Regions from separate parts of the Mus musculus genome. Here region 1 is linked to region 2. Evidence: chromatin contacts called from public Hi-C data. All regions are on one chromosome and are shown on one strand. The core of a region is the stretch at or near the end of the contact, and the rest is flanking DNA. Distances in the headings are between cores, read along the strand shown. Region 1 overlaps Pcnx2 (pecanex homolog 2). Region 2 has its middle 24 kb from the start of Gm30713.

Region 1 (6,838 bases), core at 878-3,377, 460 kb before region 2:
CTCCATGAGCACACCATAGAAGGTACTGGAAGAAAAACAGCTCTTTCCCTCTAAGGTGGCCTCAGTGGCTGGGAGTACCTCCAACTAGCTTGTAAAACTGCTGGATCCCATTACTGGCTGGAAGGTGACTCTCTCAGCCATTGTGAGGCCTGGTCTTCACGTAACTGTTTTATGTCCCAGATGCTCTGCTCTGAATGGGGACTTGTGAACCATGTAACTTCCGTGTCTCTTTGGGAATTCCTGGAGGAAGCTGAGAGAGGAAGTTCATTTCCCTTCCTGGCTCCCTCAAACACTGTGAGACCAGCCCCCCTCCCCCCCACCACCACCACCGCAGAGGCTCACAGAGCACCCTGAGTCACACGCTAGCTGTTCTTCAAGCAGGCGCCTCTGGGAAGGATATCTGACTGCTCTGCTCTCCCCAGAAACCTGAATCACAGCATCTCCGGGGGCTGCTGGGAAATCCTGCCTGACAGTAAATCCGCTTTGTGTTTAACTGACCAGAACACAGGACTGATTTACTAGTTCAGAGCCCAAAGTGAGCTGATCTGCCTGAAAACTGATCTGGACGCAGGTCATCAGCCCAGGAAATGGAAGAAGTTGCCTGAAAGGCTAACAAATCTTCAGGGTTGAAATGATTCTCACTGCACGTCAGACATCCACTACTCCTTTATAGGCTTTGTAACTAAAATTTCACTCTCCACCCCATGCATGAGTGTATGTGTGTGCACACGTGTGCGCGTGCATGTGTGTGGTGTGTGTGTGTGTGTGTGTACACATGCACACATGTGCATGTGCAGTGCATATATAGGCCAGAAGGGAACTTTAAATCTCACTTGAGACAGAGTTTCTCATTGGCCTGGAGTTCTCCTAGCAGGCCAGGCTGGTGATGAGCCCCAGGAACACACGCCTGTCTCTGTCTCCTGAGTGTTGGGATTACAAGCTCACCTCAACAAACTTCACTGTGTGGGTTCTGGGATCAGAACCCGGGTCCCCAAACTTGCAGGGCAGGCACTTCATCGGCTGAGCCTTTGCTTGGTTTTTGCTTGGTTTTGTTTGGTTTTTGAGACATGCAGCCCAGGATGGTCTTGAACTTTGATTCTCCCTGCCTCTGTTTCCAGTTTCTGGGCTGACTGCCATGCACCACTAAGCTAGAGTGAGAGCTTCTGCTCTTCGTCCCATGAAAATTTGTCTACAAATGTTCTCCTTTGACAGACCCAAACCTTGAAGTTAACACTGCTCCCACATCACCTCTCATGGGCCATCCACCTTGTATTTCCTTTTTTGAGACCTGAGCCTCACCAAGTAGGCTGGGCTTCCCGGCCAGTGTGTGCCACCGATCCACCTCCCTCTGCCTCCTGAGTGCTGACACACCACTCCTGACTTTTGTATGTGGGTTCTGGGCCTCACACTCAGGGTCTTGTGTGTGTGTGGCAAGCGCTGTATCGACTGAGCCGTCTCCTCAGACCGTAGCTGCACCTGGCTTCCGAAGATGGGAAGCAGACAGAGACATTCCAGAAATAATCACCCGTTTTTTTGTTTTTGTTTTTGTTTTTGTTTTTTTGTTTTTGTTTTTTGTTTTTTTTTTGTTTTTTGTTTTTTGTTTTTTTTTTTTTTGTTTTGTTTTTTTTGCTTTATTCCAAGGAAGTGAAGACCTTGAGTTTGGAAAGACAGGGGTGGGGACAGCTGTGGTGAGACTGATGGGTGCTCAGAACAGGGAGATGTGGGGCTCCTCAGTGAACCCCACCAGCTGCCCTTTTGACAGCTCTCTTTGAGGATATTTATCCTCAAGCAAAGAGCGGTGTCACTGTTGGTTTGAAGATAAGTGTTTGCTGCATCAGGGTTAGAGACTTGGAAATTCTTGCCGGCTTTGATCACACAGAGGGGGGTGGGGGTGGGGGGATGGTCCCGGAGCAGGCCTTCCTGTGGTTTCTCCCACACCCTCTCTGAGGTGTGGTTTCTCAGTCTTTGTTGATCTCTCCTCGTCCTGGACTGGTCCTCATCCCGGGGTCTCACTCAGACACGTGGTTAAGAGGTGCTATTTCTCTCCAGGCCCCAGAGTTCCAGGAATAAAATTCCAAGCGGAAGCTGAGGCTTTGTGGCTGCACACACCCCCGGCTGCCACATGAGGGCACTCTCCATCCACTTGATTTCCCTCTGCAGCCTCTCAGAGGCTTCCCTTTATTTGTGCTGTCTTATGAAAGGGGAGTTGATCCCACATCAAAGCCCTCTCCCTGTTAGAAACCTCCCTCCCATCCCCCATCAGGCTGATGTCCTTTAGTGTCCTCTACAGCCAGTGAGCCTGTTACACTAACTTCTGTCCTAAGGCATCCCTCCCCACCCCCTTCCCACCCATCCCACAGTTGAGTCGGGAGCCTTGGGAAGGACAGGCAGAAAAGATAAGGTCTCCAGGGGGGCAGAAAACACTTGTTTTACAATCTGGTGAGGATAAGGAATTTCCGGCGATACTTTCTCTGTCACTGGGAGAAAGCAGCACTGGCCTTGGATTGTTCTTGCAGCTTCCCCAGATGGGTAGGACAACGTTAGGAACACAGGGACTCTAACCACTTTCCGTTTACCCCAGACCCAGCCCTGTCCCACCCAGCCCAGCAGAGATGCCAATTTGGAACAGAGCCTCATACTGTGTAACCCAGATTAGCCTCAGACTTCCAGCTATCCCCCTGCCTTAGTCACCCAAATGCTGGAATTCCAGGTTGGAGCCACCAGGGCCCAGCTCAGCTTCAGCCTCTTTGTTCCCTTCCGGGGCTGGTTCGTTCTTGTCACCCCTACACCACCAACCTCCCCCCTCATGTTTCTCTGAGTGCTCCAGCCTCTGCTTTGACCCTGAGGAGAACTAGTTGACCTGAGACCAACCCAGCCTCAGGCTGATGGAGACCTGGTGGTGTCACTGAGAAGGTCATTCCAGAGAGTGGGCTCTCTCCATCCCTCAGATGTTTCAGAGGAGGTGGGAACGTCCCTTGACATCCCTAATAAACAGTCCTGGAATAAATGTTTATTAATGCAGCAGAGAGCACTGGTCTCATGATCCTTTAATGCTGTAGCCGCCACAGCCTAGAGGAAGAGGATAGGCCCTGGAGGAGCAGCTCCATTTGAGGTACAGTCTTGCTAATCACAGGCTTGTCCCTCCAGGCTGCCCAGGAGCCAGCAGAGGTGACAGTGTGTGCTTGTGATAAGGGCCCAGCCACATCTAGTGAAAATAGTTCCTTGAGAGGGAAGCTGATCTGTTGTTTGAGTCTTTGTTAGATAATGATGAATGAATGCTGGACCTTCTTCACCATTGCAGTCGGAGCCAAGGCATTATCTATGGGAAGGCTGGCAGCCATCTTGCTACCTAACAGGGAGACTCAGGCCAAGTTCCTCATCAAGACGCAACAGCGAGACCAGAACCTCTTACTTACTTGTGCCTGACGTAGAGGCTCCATCAGGACGTTCTGTTCAGTCCGTTCTAGTTCCTACACCCCTAGGAAGGAAACGCCTGTCTCTCTCTCTCTCGGGCATAGAACCAAGGTGGCCAAGCCATGTGCTTTAAGCCGAGGCAGTCAGCAGTACAGCACTGGTTTGGATCCATTCCTGTTTATGACATAGTATTTTGCAATTAGAAGCATGCTTGCTAATGTGCAGGAACCGAGCCCAGAAGTAGTCCCTCCTTAGAGTACCACATCTTGGCAGGAAGCATCAGCAGGTGTGTATCTAGAAGAGCTGTTTCTAGCACCTTCTGTAGCAGTCAGCAGTAGAAGATCCATATACCTCTAGCTCCCCCATGTGTGGTGTGGTCCCCTTTCCTGCCCGTATGTCAGCCTGACCTCTCTCACCTGAAACGTAGCCTAGTTAGTTTCTTGGCTTCCATGCAGTTCTCACACAGCAAACTTCCGAGTCTCTGTCCTATCCAATCAAGGAGCCCCCATTTTGATCTTATCTCACTACAAGGTTCCAGAGCAGCGTCACTCAGTGCTGTCCATGTAAACAGAGTCGAAGTGAAAAGCTGTCCTGATAAATCCGGCGGGCCACTCCATCAGTGGGAGGTGTGGTGAGCTGATCAGCAGGGAGAGCGCTCACAAGGGAGCAGACATTCCGGAGAACATAGTGTGCTAGTGAGCCGTTCTCACGGCTGTGACCAAGAACCTGACAGCAGAGAGTTGACAGGGGGAGGATTGATTCCACCTCGTGGTATCAGAGGGAACCACCGTCCATCATGTTAGGGTAGACAATACAGAAGCGTTCTTCACTTTCTAGTAGGCCAGGAAACAGACTGAATGGCGAGCAGGCCTGGACTATAACCTTCACATTCCACCACCCCCAGGGTCTCACTTCCTCCAGCAAAGGCTCCACCTCCCAAAGGTTTCACAGCCCCTCAAAAACAGCGCCACCAGGTGGAGAGCGAGTGTCCAAACACATGAGTCTTTGAGGGGCCTATTTGAGTTCCAGACTGTAAGAAACGGGTCAGCACACTCTGCTCTGGCAGATGAACTGAGTTTCATCCCCAAACCATGAATGCAGGTTTGGAGTTTGGGGGTTCTGTCATATCTTCTTATCCTGTCTGAGTTTCATTCCCAGATCAGAAACACGGGTTCAGAGTTTTGGGGTTCTGTCACATTCTCTTACCCGGTCTGCACCTGGCATGGTTCTTTGTAAGAAAGGCTTCATTGAATCATCTCTAGTCACAAATTCCGTCATACAAGAATAGAAGATTCGTGTGTGTGTGTTTGTGACAGAGAGACAGAGAGAGGAATGGAGAGAGGGAGAGAGGGAGAGGGAGAGAGGGAAACTAAATGAACACAGAAGTCAGGAGATGAGAAGGGAAGGGTCGTGGGAGTATAGTGAGCAGTAGAGGTTAGAGGTCAGTACACATTGCTGACACACCGCTTCCCTCTATCAACACAATCTGCACTGCAGGCTACCGAAGTCTCAACTCAGAACGAAACACGTTGTCTTGGAAAGTAAGGCATTTTGGCTGGGGAGATGGCTAGCCCATAACCACCAGCCGCACAGTCTGAATCCTGCCCCTAAATTCACATAGAAAAGCTGGGCATAGTGACAGCACTGGGGACGGTAGAGCATGGGGCTGGCCAGCCAGCTAGCCTAGATGGACTGCCAAGTTTCAGGTCAAAAGTGAGGGACCTTGTCTCAAAAAGTATGTCGGAAAGGGGCCGGCAAGATGGCTGACAGAGCTCATCATGCAGTTGGAGGCTTGAGTCCTCTCCCTGCAACTCTCAGAAATACAGAAGGCAAATGTGGGGTTCCTCCACTAATAAAATAATGAAGGTGGGTGTCACCTGAAGACGAACACCCAGGGTTGACCTCTGCTTCCACATGAATGCACACACGTGTGAATAAGTGTGAGAGCATGCACACACACACACACACACACCTCACACACAGGAGACAAGTTGCTTCTGAGTTTGCTGGGTCCCTTGTGAGTTAATCCAGAGGCTCAGTGCTCTCTATGTTCAAGGACCTAGCGGGTCCCTCGGCTCTGTGTTCCTCTGATCTGTATCTCACGGGGGCAAAGTGGCTGCTAGTAACTAAAGGTGCTTTAGTCATTATCATCTAAAAGCCAGAGAAAGTCAGCCCATTGCTTTTATTTTATTTTATAAGAATTAGAAAAGCTTGTTCATAAACTTCCCTGTCCCTAGGTGACTCCTTAGAACTTTGTTTTATATCCAGTCCAAGCCAAGTACTGGCTGGACGAATGGATGATGGGACCAGTCTTTTTACTAGGGCCAAGGATGGATAGAGTCTCTCTCGCATCCCTGACACACCTGGGTTAGCATGCAGTCTTAGCTGTTTGGGTAAAGTGGGGCTATGTTAGTAGGAGTTCCCTTAGAACAACCCCGAGCTAAGCAGACCAATAGGTGTCTCCTAAGCGTGTAAGCAGCTTGCCGAGAAGCCACATGGAGTGTGCCTGAGTTTTTGCTTTCTGAGCTGAAGCAAGGACTGAGGCCTGAAGTGAAGATGGCTCATCCAGTCAGAGCACTTACAGCTCTTGCCAAGGATCCGCGTACAGTTCCTGGCATCCATATCAGACCGTCCACAACTGCCTGTAGCTCCGGGGGATCAGCCATCCTCTTCTGGCCTCACTGGGTACTGCACACACACAGTGCTTGTGCACATAAACAGGCACATGAGTATACACACACACACACACACATATGCATACATACATACATGCATACACGCACATATAAATAATAATTACTTTAAAAGCTAAAAGAGCCAGTACTGCAGTTATTCAAAGAGCTGCATTAAGTCTCGTCAACCCATGTATGATTTAAGACAGACACTTAAGCTGTTTGACAAAGGCCACTTTTCCAAGGACCGTGTCTGGCTACCAGAAGCATCTTCTTGTATGTAAGTGTGCTCTCTTGCTTTAGGGTGTTTGGGGTGATGCCGACAGAGTGCTGGGGTTCGGGATCCAGCAGAATGACGTAATTCCTTTTCCCATTACTGTGATCAAACCCCAGCAAAGGCAACTGGAGGAAGGAAGGGGTTTCCCTGGCTCACAGGTTGAGGGTGAGCTCCATCATGGTAAGGTGGGTGTGGCTGGGAAGCAGAGAGTGTTATGGTCATCCCACCTCTTTATTTATTTAGTCCAAGGCGTTAAGGATCACACACTGTTCCGGGCAGGTCTGCCTGCCTCCATCACCCCAATCTGGAAACTTCCTCTCCGACCTCCCGAGAGGCTTGTCTCTTAGGCAGTTCTGTAACCTGCCAAATTCGCAATTAATGTCATCATTACACGGGTTCTCATTCCTGCTTCTTCTGGTTGGGGCCTGCGAACTTCCAAGTCTACCCGTAGTGGTCGCTGTAGTCACATTAGTGT
Region 2 (7,225 bases), core at 1,742-4,241:
CTTTCCCCCTGGGAAGGACCACAGCCCCTGACTGAAATAATCCCGTCCATTGGTCACAGCAGTGAGGGGAGTAAGACAGCATCCAACAGAGCATTATTCAGCCTTATAAAGAAAGATGGCCATGTGTTTTAATATGGATGTGGACATTATGCAAAGTGAGATAAGCCAGCAGCCCAGACCAGTGATCATGTGACCCCTCTTATAGGAAGTGTGGGTATTGGAGCGGTCAGACTCACATATACAGAAAACGGAGCTGCAGAGCCCAGGGAAGGGAGGGAAATGGTGCTCGTAGGAAACTGGAAATCCCACTGAGGAGCCCCCTGGGTGCCTGGGAAGCTCAGCTCTGGGTCCACAGGAAGAGCAACAGGGAAGAGAAGCCTCTCTGAAGAGTGATTAACTTAGTAATTAGTGAATCGATGCAGCGAGGGGGAGGAATGGTTCTGCAACGTTTGCTCTGGGCCCTAAACTTTAACATTTAACTCTGCGGCATCTGGTAGGATGAGTTGTGGAGTGAGATCAGCCGCAGAAGCAGCAGGGAGGGGATTAGAGACACAGAGCTTCCGGGAGAAGGAGAGGGACCACACTTCAAAGGAGACCAGCTACTGTGAGAAGTCGCTGGTGCTCATGGGGCAGGAGGAACAAGTCCTCACTTGGGTAAAACCAGATGTAGACAGAAGGGAGAGATGAAGCATTTGGGAGAGCAGATTAACAGCATGGCCTTTGGAAAGGCAGTCCTCAAAGGGAGGAAGGGCTAGTGAACAGAAAGGGCCCTGGAGGCTTGCATTCTGACTAAAATGTCTGCACTTAGAATTTGATTAACCTGTGTATGTTAGGACAAGTGAGACCCTGTAAGTCAAAATTTAGGTGTATGTTTGTACGTGTGCACGTGTGTGTGTGTGTGTGTGTGTGTGTGTGTGTGTGTGCCAGAAGTCCTCAATGGTGGCTGTCTTCCTCACTTGTTCTCTACATCATCATCATCACCACCACCACCACCACCATCATCACCATCATCATTTTGAGATAGGCTCTTCCTGAATCTGAAGCTCGCCAGTTTGACCAGACTGTCTGCTGTCAGCTCCAGGGATTCTCTTTTCTCCAGTTTTCTAATGCTAGGATTTCAGATGGCTGCCACTGTTGTGGGGTATCCCACCAGAGAAGACTCCTGGGATGTGGGTTCAAGCCAGTAGAAAGTCACTCTGAGCCAGGCAGCGACTACACTATGTTAGGGATCCCAGTGAGACTATCTCAGGGTGAGGGTTTAAGCACAAAACTCATATTCTGGGTTGGCACACTTCAGATAACAAGAACAGTTAGCCAGAAGTGGAATTATAGAGGCCAAAAGAAAAAGTTATATTTAGAGACTTTCCCAGAACTGTGGGCTTTGATGGATTAGGTCTTTGTTTTCATTTTGGCAGGTGGTGCTGTCTACATGCTGTGTTTTATGTCCTGAATGGTCCATCATGGAGTCAGTTGTGCTAAGGCCTGGGAGTCTACTAAGGTCTAGGACTCTATTACAGCCACTATTTCTGGTGTGTGTGTGTGTGTGTGTGTGTGTGTGTAAGGGCAGGGGTGCTGAGAGTAAAACCAGGTCCCCATACTTCCAGGGTACCCTTAATTCCAGGCTGATCCCCACCCTGATCCAGGATCTTAGGAACATTGAATTCCTGAGAAATTACAGCACAGGTGAAGAACAATTGTGTCATGATTCCCCATGGCCATGTCATCATTTCAGAGATGCTGGGGCCACCACCCCCATCCTGTTTGATCCTGAGAGGGAAGCATGGCTCAGCCCTGAACACAGCTGACAGCCAGCAAGGAGGCAGGTGGGGTCTGTGCTATGGGTGGACATTGGGTCAGAGCCATCCTACCTACAACCTCTTGGAACTTCCTGCACTTGAACATCTACTGGTACAAACAGCTGGTGTCTCATGCAGAGTAATAAGACACCAATTAACTGTGTGTCCCTGCAGAACCTCTGGGCTCCTGTGAGTCCTTGCTCATGTGTGAGTCCTGGGAGGTGTCCACAGGAGCCTTGAGTGCCAAGAACATGGGAGGATTAAATGCGTACTTCATTTGGGCAGGGCCACATTGGCCAGAAGGGAACGTAGACTGCTCCTGTGTCCCTGGCTACTCATTCTATTGTTGGCCCTTGAGCTTGACCACTCGTGGCTTCCCTTTGCTGGCCTTTGCCTGGCTGAGGTGAATTTGGAGTTAGAGCCTCAACAGAAGAAGTCTGAGGAAGATCATGTGACCATCAGCCCAACTCTTTGCCTTTTGCAAGGTGGGTGGCCTCTCTGAGGAGCAGAGTGACCACAGCTGGGTGCCTTAAGGCATGAAGCTCTCAATTCAAAGTTAGCACGAGGAGTACATTTGCTTTCTCAGCAGACCTGGATAAAGTTCTGCTGTGTGGATTCTTTGTCTTGTAGAAAGACATCTCTGGGAAGAGAGTTCTCGATCAGTACTTAAGCTCTGAGGAAGCTGAGTTCCATACTCCTGGTCTCTAACGGGCCCAGACCCCCACACCATAGCTCCCGCTTTCTATCTTTCTCAGCTCACCGCTGACTCCATTTCAGTAGGGGATGAACCCTTCCTATGGTGTAGACACTGTTCCCTGAGCTGGGGCACCATGCAACGGGTCTCTCAGGAGGTAGCAGCATGGAAGGACCACCTTATCAAGGGAGGGACCAGGCTACAGCAGGGAGTATGCAGGGCCATAGAACTAGGTCCAGCCTACTGCTTCTCTGCTCTCCCTGGCTCCTACTTCCTGCTCCATGGCTGAGAAGCAGAAGAATCAGGGCCACTGCCAGGAAGAGCCGCCTGAGAGCCAGGGTTCGTGAGAACAGAACTCCATATTAACTGTGTAAACACACTTGGATCTCGTGCCCCAGACCACAGGGACTGTGCATTGATGTTTCTCTTTTAAAACCAGCAAGGCCCATGTTTGCATAGTGGTGCTCGGGCACATGGCAGGGCAGATGGCTGTGAGTCATTGTCGTGGGGATGGTGAGTGGCCTCAGCAGCCACCAGCACCCTTGGGACCAGACTGTTCCTTTAAGCTAGTGTATTAGTTATTTTCTTGTCAGGATGACCAAACTCCTTACAGGAAGTAACTTAAGGGAAGAAAGGCTTATTTTCAGATCAAGGATTCAGAGAGTTATCTGGTCATCCATTTTGGAGGGAATGGCACCGTAGAAGCCGGATGCAGCAGGTCACCCTGTGTCTGGGGTCCGGAAACATGACAGACAGGAGCAAAGCTGAACTCTCAGACCAAAATGCTTCATTCTCCCACAGAGTTCTATAACCGTCCCCAAACAGAACACTGTCTAGAGACCAAGTGTACTGGCTGGTTTTGTGTGTCAACTTGACACAAGCTGGAGTTATCACAGATAAAGGAGCCTCCCTCGAGGAAATGCCTCCATGAGATCCAGCTGTAAGGCATTTTCTCAATTAGTGATCAAGGGGGGAGGGCCCAGCCCGTTGTGGGTGGTGCCATCCCTGAGCTGGTGGTCCTGGGTTCTATAAGAAAGCAAGCTGAGCAAGCCAGGAGAAGCAAGCCAGTAAGTAACATCCCTCCATGGCCTCTGCATCAGCTCCTGCTCCCTGACCTGCTTGGGTTCTAGTCCTGACTTCTTTTGGTGATGAACAGCAATGTAGAAGTGTAAGCCGAATAAACCCTTTCCTCCCCAACTTGCTTCTTGGCCTTGATGTTTGTGCGGGAATAGAATCCCTGACTAAGACACCAAGTGTTCCAACATACAAACCTGAGGCACACTTAAACCAAACTGAGTGCCTGGCCCAGCACTCCTGGGCAGTTGGGACCTGCAGCCTCTGCTCTGCCTTAGTGACACAGGGCCAGGTGGAAGGATGGCAGACTATGTGGCCTGTTCTCCCTCTGCTCCTAGAAAGTCAGGGCTGGATGACCTGCTGGCTCAGCCTAGACAGAGCAACAGTCACTTCACCTCCAGCATGCTCCTATCGTTCAATGCATTTAACCCCATAAAGAGCTGCTATGGCTGACCATCTGTGAGGAGTCCTTAGTAACAGGTGCTGGCTGGCGGTCAGGTGATCACTGAATTAGTTCCTTAATGCAGACAAACTTGAGAGAAAGAGAAAGTAACAGCTTTATCCCTCAGGACCGGAAAGAGCTTGGGTATTTTATACCCTTAGCCTTTCCGCATTAGATCTTTTAGATACCTGCCTCTCTATCTTCCCCACAATGTCTTCTGGGATCAGGAAGCTACCACAGGGAACCATGTTTCTTGTCTACCTGCCCCTCCCCCAGCTCCCCTTCACCTTGATGGCTCCCCCTGTGTATGCCAGCATCCTGCTTCTGGGTCAACACAGCTGCTCTCATTCATAGTGAGCAGACCCAGGGACATTCCTGCCCACAGGGCCAGTCAGCAGTCTCTGAGAAGTCATTTGAATTCCCAGACCCTGACTCCTCCCATGCCTGCTCCACCTCTGAAAGCTCAACCTTGTCTTCCAAAGAACTTCCTACCTGCTTCAAAATGGCTCACCAAACTTCCCAGGGTGGCCTGACATCTTCATCATCTCCAGGAAAAGAAGGAGGGAGGGAGGGAGAAAGGGAGGGGGGGTGAGGGAGGAAGAGAGAGAAGGAGGGAGAGGTCAGAACAAGAGACAGACTCAGGACCTGTGTGCTGGTCCCTATTTCAGCAGCAAGGCCAGAGGGACACTGAGACTCTAGGAAATGATTTGACCTCCTCCCCCACCACAACCACAATGTGCACAGATTTCTTCCGAGACCCCCACCTCCACCCCACATCAAGCTCTGTGATGAGAGCCCATGTCAGGATGCTGATCTTCAAGAGTTTGTGTGATGCTGGGCAAGATGCTCAGTCTCTCTGTGGCTCAGTTTCCCTGTGTATAAGTAAAAGTCGATAGTTTTAACTACTTCTTAATATGGCTGTGAGAATTGAGGATGCCTTTGGAAGGCATGCAGGAAAGCACCTACCAGCTGCTGGGATCGCCAGACACCTCACAGAATCCCAATGCTCTTCTGCAGTATCCCTGTCATTGGAGATGTTGAGCACTCAACAAATGTACTCTGACTTCTCAGAGACCTGGCATGGTGGGGCAAGTATGCAGGAATGGCCAGCTTCCACGTGTAAGAGGGTTGGTTCCCTCCCCTGAGCCCCAACCCCACCCCACCCCCACCCAACCCCGACCTGGCCCCGCCCCCAGCCCCACCCCATGTGATGCTGCTGGAGCCCTGAGGAGGAGGAGCTGCTTGGGAGGTCTTTAAGTCACTGGGGATGTGTCCTTGAAAGGGGTTGTGGGAACCCAGCCCCTTCCTCTCTCTTTGGCATCTTCCCTGGTGAGGTGAGCTAGTGTGTAGGGCCACAGGCTCCTGCCTTCATGGGCTACCTCCTCACTGGCTGATGGCACAGGGTCTCCCAATCTTAGCCTGGAACCATCCAAACTGAGCCAGAGTAAACTCTCTTTGTAAGTTGCTTATCTCAGGCAGATAGTGTCAGGAACTGCCTGGCACACTTGGCCTTCACACCTAGCTGGCCATGTTTTTATGGATCAGTCCCCCCCAACAAGCCTGTGGGGTTCCTCCCAAGACTATTCATACTTCCCTTTTCCTTAGCACAGCACCAGACACTTGACAGGTCCTGGATGTTTGGGGGAGAAGGAATCCAGGTAGCTGGGCATCTCACTCAGGCCCAGGGACGTGCATCCTCACCAGGCCACCCGAGGCCACATTAGCTCAGCTCTCTTTGTTGGCAGCCTTTCCCACTGCCCGCTCGAGGGGACAAGTGGCACAGCTGGAGGAGAGCTGAGCTGTCAGTGTTACCATCAATAATGAAACAGCGTCTCTCTTCTCAAGGGGCCTCTCATCTCCACGGCACTGAGCAAACACGAGGAGGCACAGTAGCTGGTGCCCCTGCGAGGGAGCATAGTTCCAGCTGAGTCTCGAGCCTTGTCCTCAGAGTCAGCAGAGCACAGAGTGGAGAGTGGCCCCCAGCTGAGCCCAGTAGATCAGTCCTTGAGATCACAACCAATTTTGTGTATGCCTGAGTGTGTGCCTGGCCAGTGTGTACATATACATGTACCTGTGTGCACATGTATGTCTGCTGCATGCCTGTCCCTATGTGGGCATATCTGCATGTATGTGTACATGTGTGCCTGTATGAACATGTGTGTCTTTGCATATATCCCTATATTGGCATGTCTGTAATTTTGTATGTGTGTCCCTGTGTGAGCATATGTGTGCAGGTGTGGATGTGTTTACATGTATACATGTAATACATGTGTATATATCATTATGCCTATGCAGGAATGATCATGTATGTATGTGTGCATGTGTATGTGTATTTCTGTATATGCACATGTATCGCCATGTGTTTGTGAATACATGTGCATGCAAATGCATGTGTGCCTATTTGTGTGCACATACAAGTATGTGTGGTATGTATAGTGATTGCCCATGTATGTAAACATGTATGACTCTATGTGTATCGAAATCATTTCACACGTTTAAACTTTCTCAAGCTGGACATGGTGCTTCTTACCTGTGACCTCAGAACTGAGAAGGCTGAGACAGAGGATTGCTGCAAGCTGGAGACCAAACTTGACTGAACAGTTCATTCTAAGTCCATCTGGGCTATAGTGAGACCTTGTGTCTTCCCCATCGCCAACTCATTAAAGACCAAACCCAAGTGACTCACTCTCCTCTTCAAGGTTGTTCAACTTCCTGGAGACAAGAGCCCCTGCTGGTCCTAAACAGATAAGCAGGGCCAAGCTAAGAGAAACAAGCTTTCAAAGGCAGGACTGCCAGAGCAACCAACCAAAGCTTCCTGCTCCCAGCCCCAGCCCAGGGGCATCCCTGTTCCCAGAGTACCCAGTCTCCAGGGCTCTCCCCATGCACTGTCAGCTTGAGAGTCTCAGCCAATGGCTGAAGGGAGAATTCGCTGGAACACCTGTCCCCTGTGCAGCGAGCCAAACCTGCCTCACACTTCCATTCTCTGCATTCACTGTCTTCCCCCAGCCCTGCCTCTCCACATATTACCAGGCTGTTAGGATGACCTGATGGTTGTCAAGGTCACAGAGTCCTGGTAGATCATGAGAATGGCTCTTGGACAGAGGAGGGGGTGCAGAGGATTGGGCAAAGTCCCCTGTGACCAGCAGCTTAGCAACTGGAATCTCCAGTTCTCTGAAGTGCTTTGACAGCAGGCTGGAGGGTTCGTCCCATTCATTCTGT

Evidence for each region. A called contact is a pair of places that touch in the nucleus more often than the background predicts.
Region 1: a Hi-C map of bone marrow-derived macrophages shows a contact between it and region 2, with 20 read pairs. The contact joins two enhancer-like sites. A contact is called at or near these places in 1 of 15 datasets of contacts at CTCF or cohesin (large pre-B cells), 3 of 484 Hi-C or Micro-C datasets (bone marrow-derived macrophages, embryonic fibroblasts and nephron progenitors), 1 of 115 datasets of contacts at active chromatin or transcription factors (bone marrow-derived macrophages) and 1 of 9 other capture datasets (embryonic stem cells).

The regions. Positions count from the first base shown.
Region 1 is chr8:125,866,295-125,873,132 of GRCm38.p6, reverse strand. The region is part of intron 8 of Pcnx2 (pecanex homolog 2); the gene reads left to right. Among named protein-coding and RNA genes, the nearest start is that of Gm46061, 18 kb to the right of the region's middle. Within about 2 kb of position 2,127, at least 67 of the 459 cell types and tissues checked have an H3K27ac peak or open chromatin away from gene starts, as enhancers often do. A contact at or near this core is called in bone marrow-derived macrophages, where this site is marked.
Region 2 is chr8:125,406,522-125,413,746 of GRCm38.p6, reverse strand. No RefSeq gene overlaps it. Among named protein-coding and RNA genes, the nearest start is that of Gm30713, 24 kb to the right of the region's middle. Within about 2 kb of position 2,991, at least 36 of the 459 cell types and tissues checked have an H3K27ac peak or open chromatin away from gene starts, as enhancers often do. A contact at or near this core is called in bone marrow-derived macrophages, where this site is marked.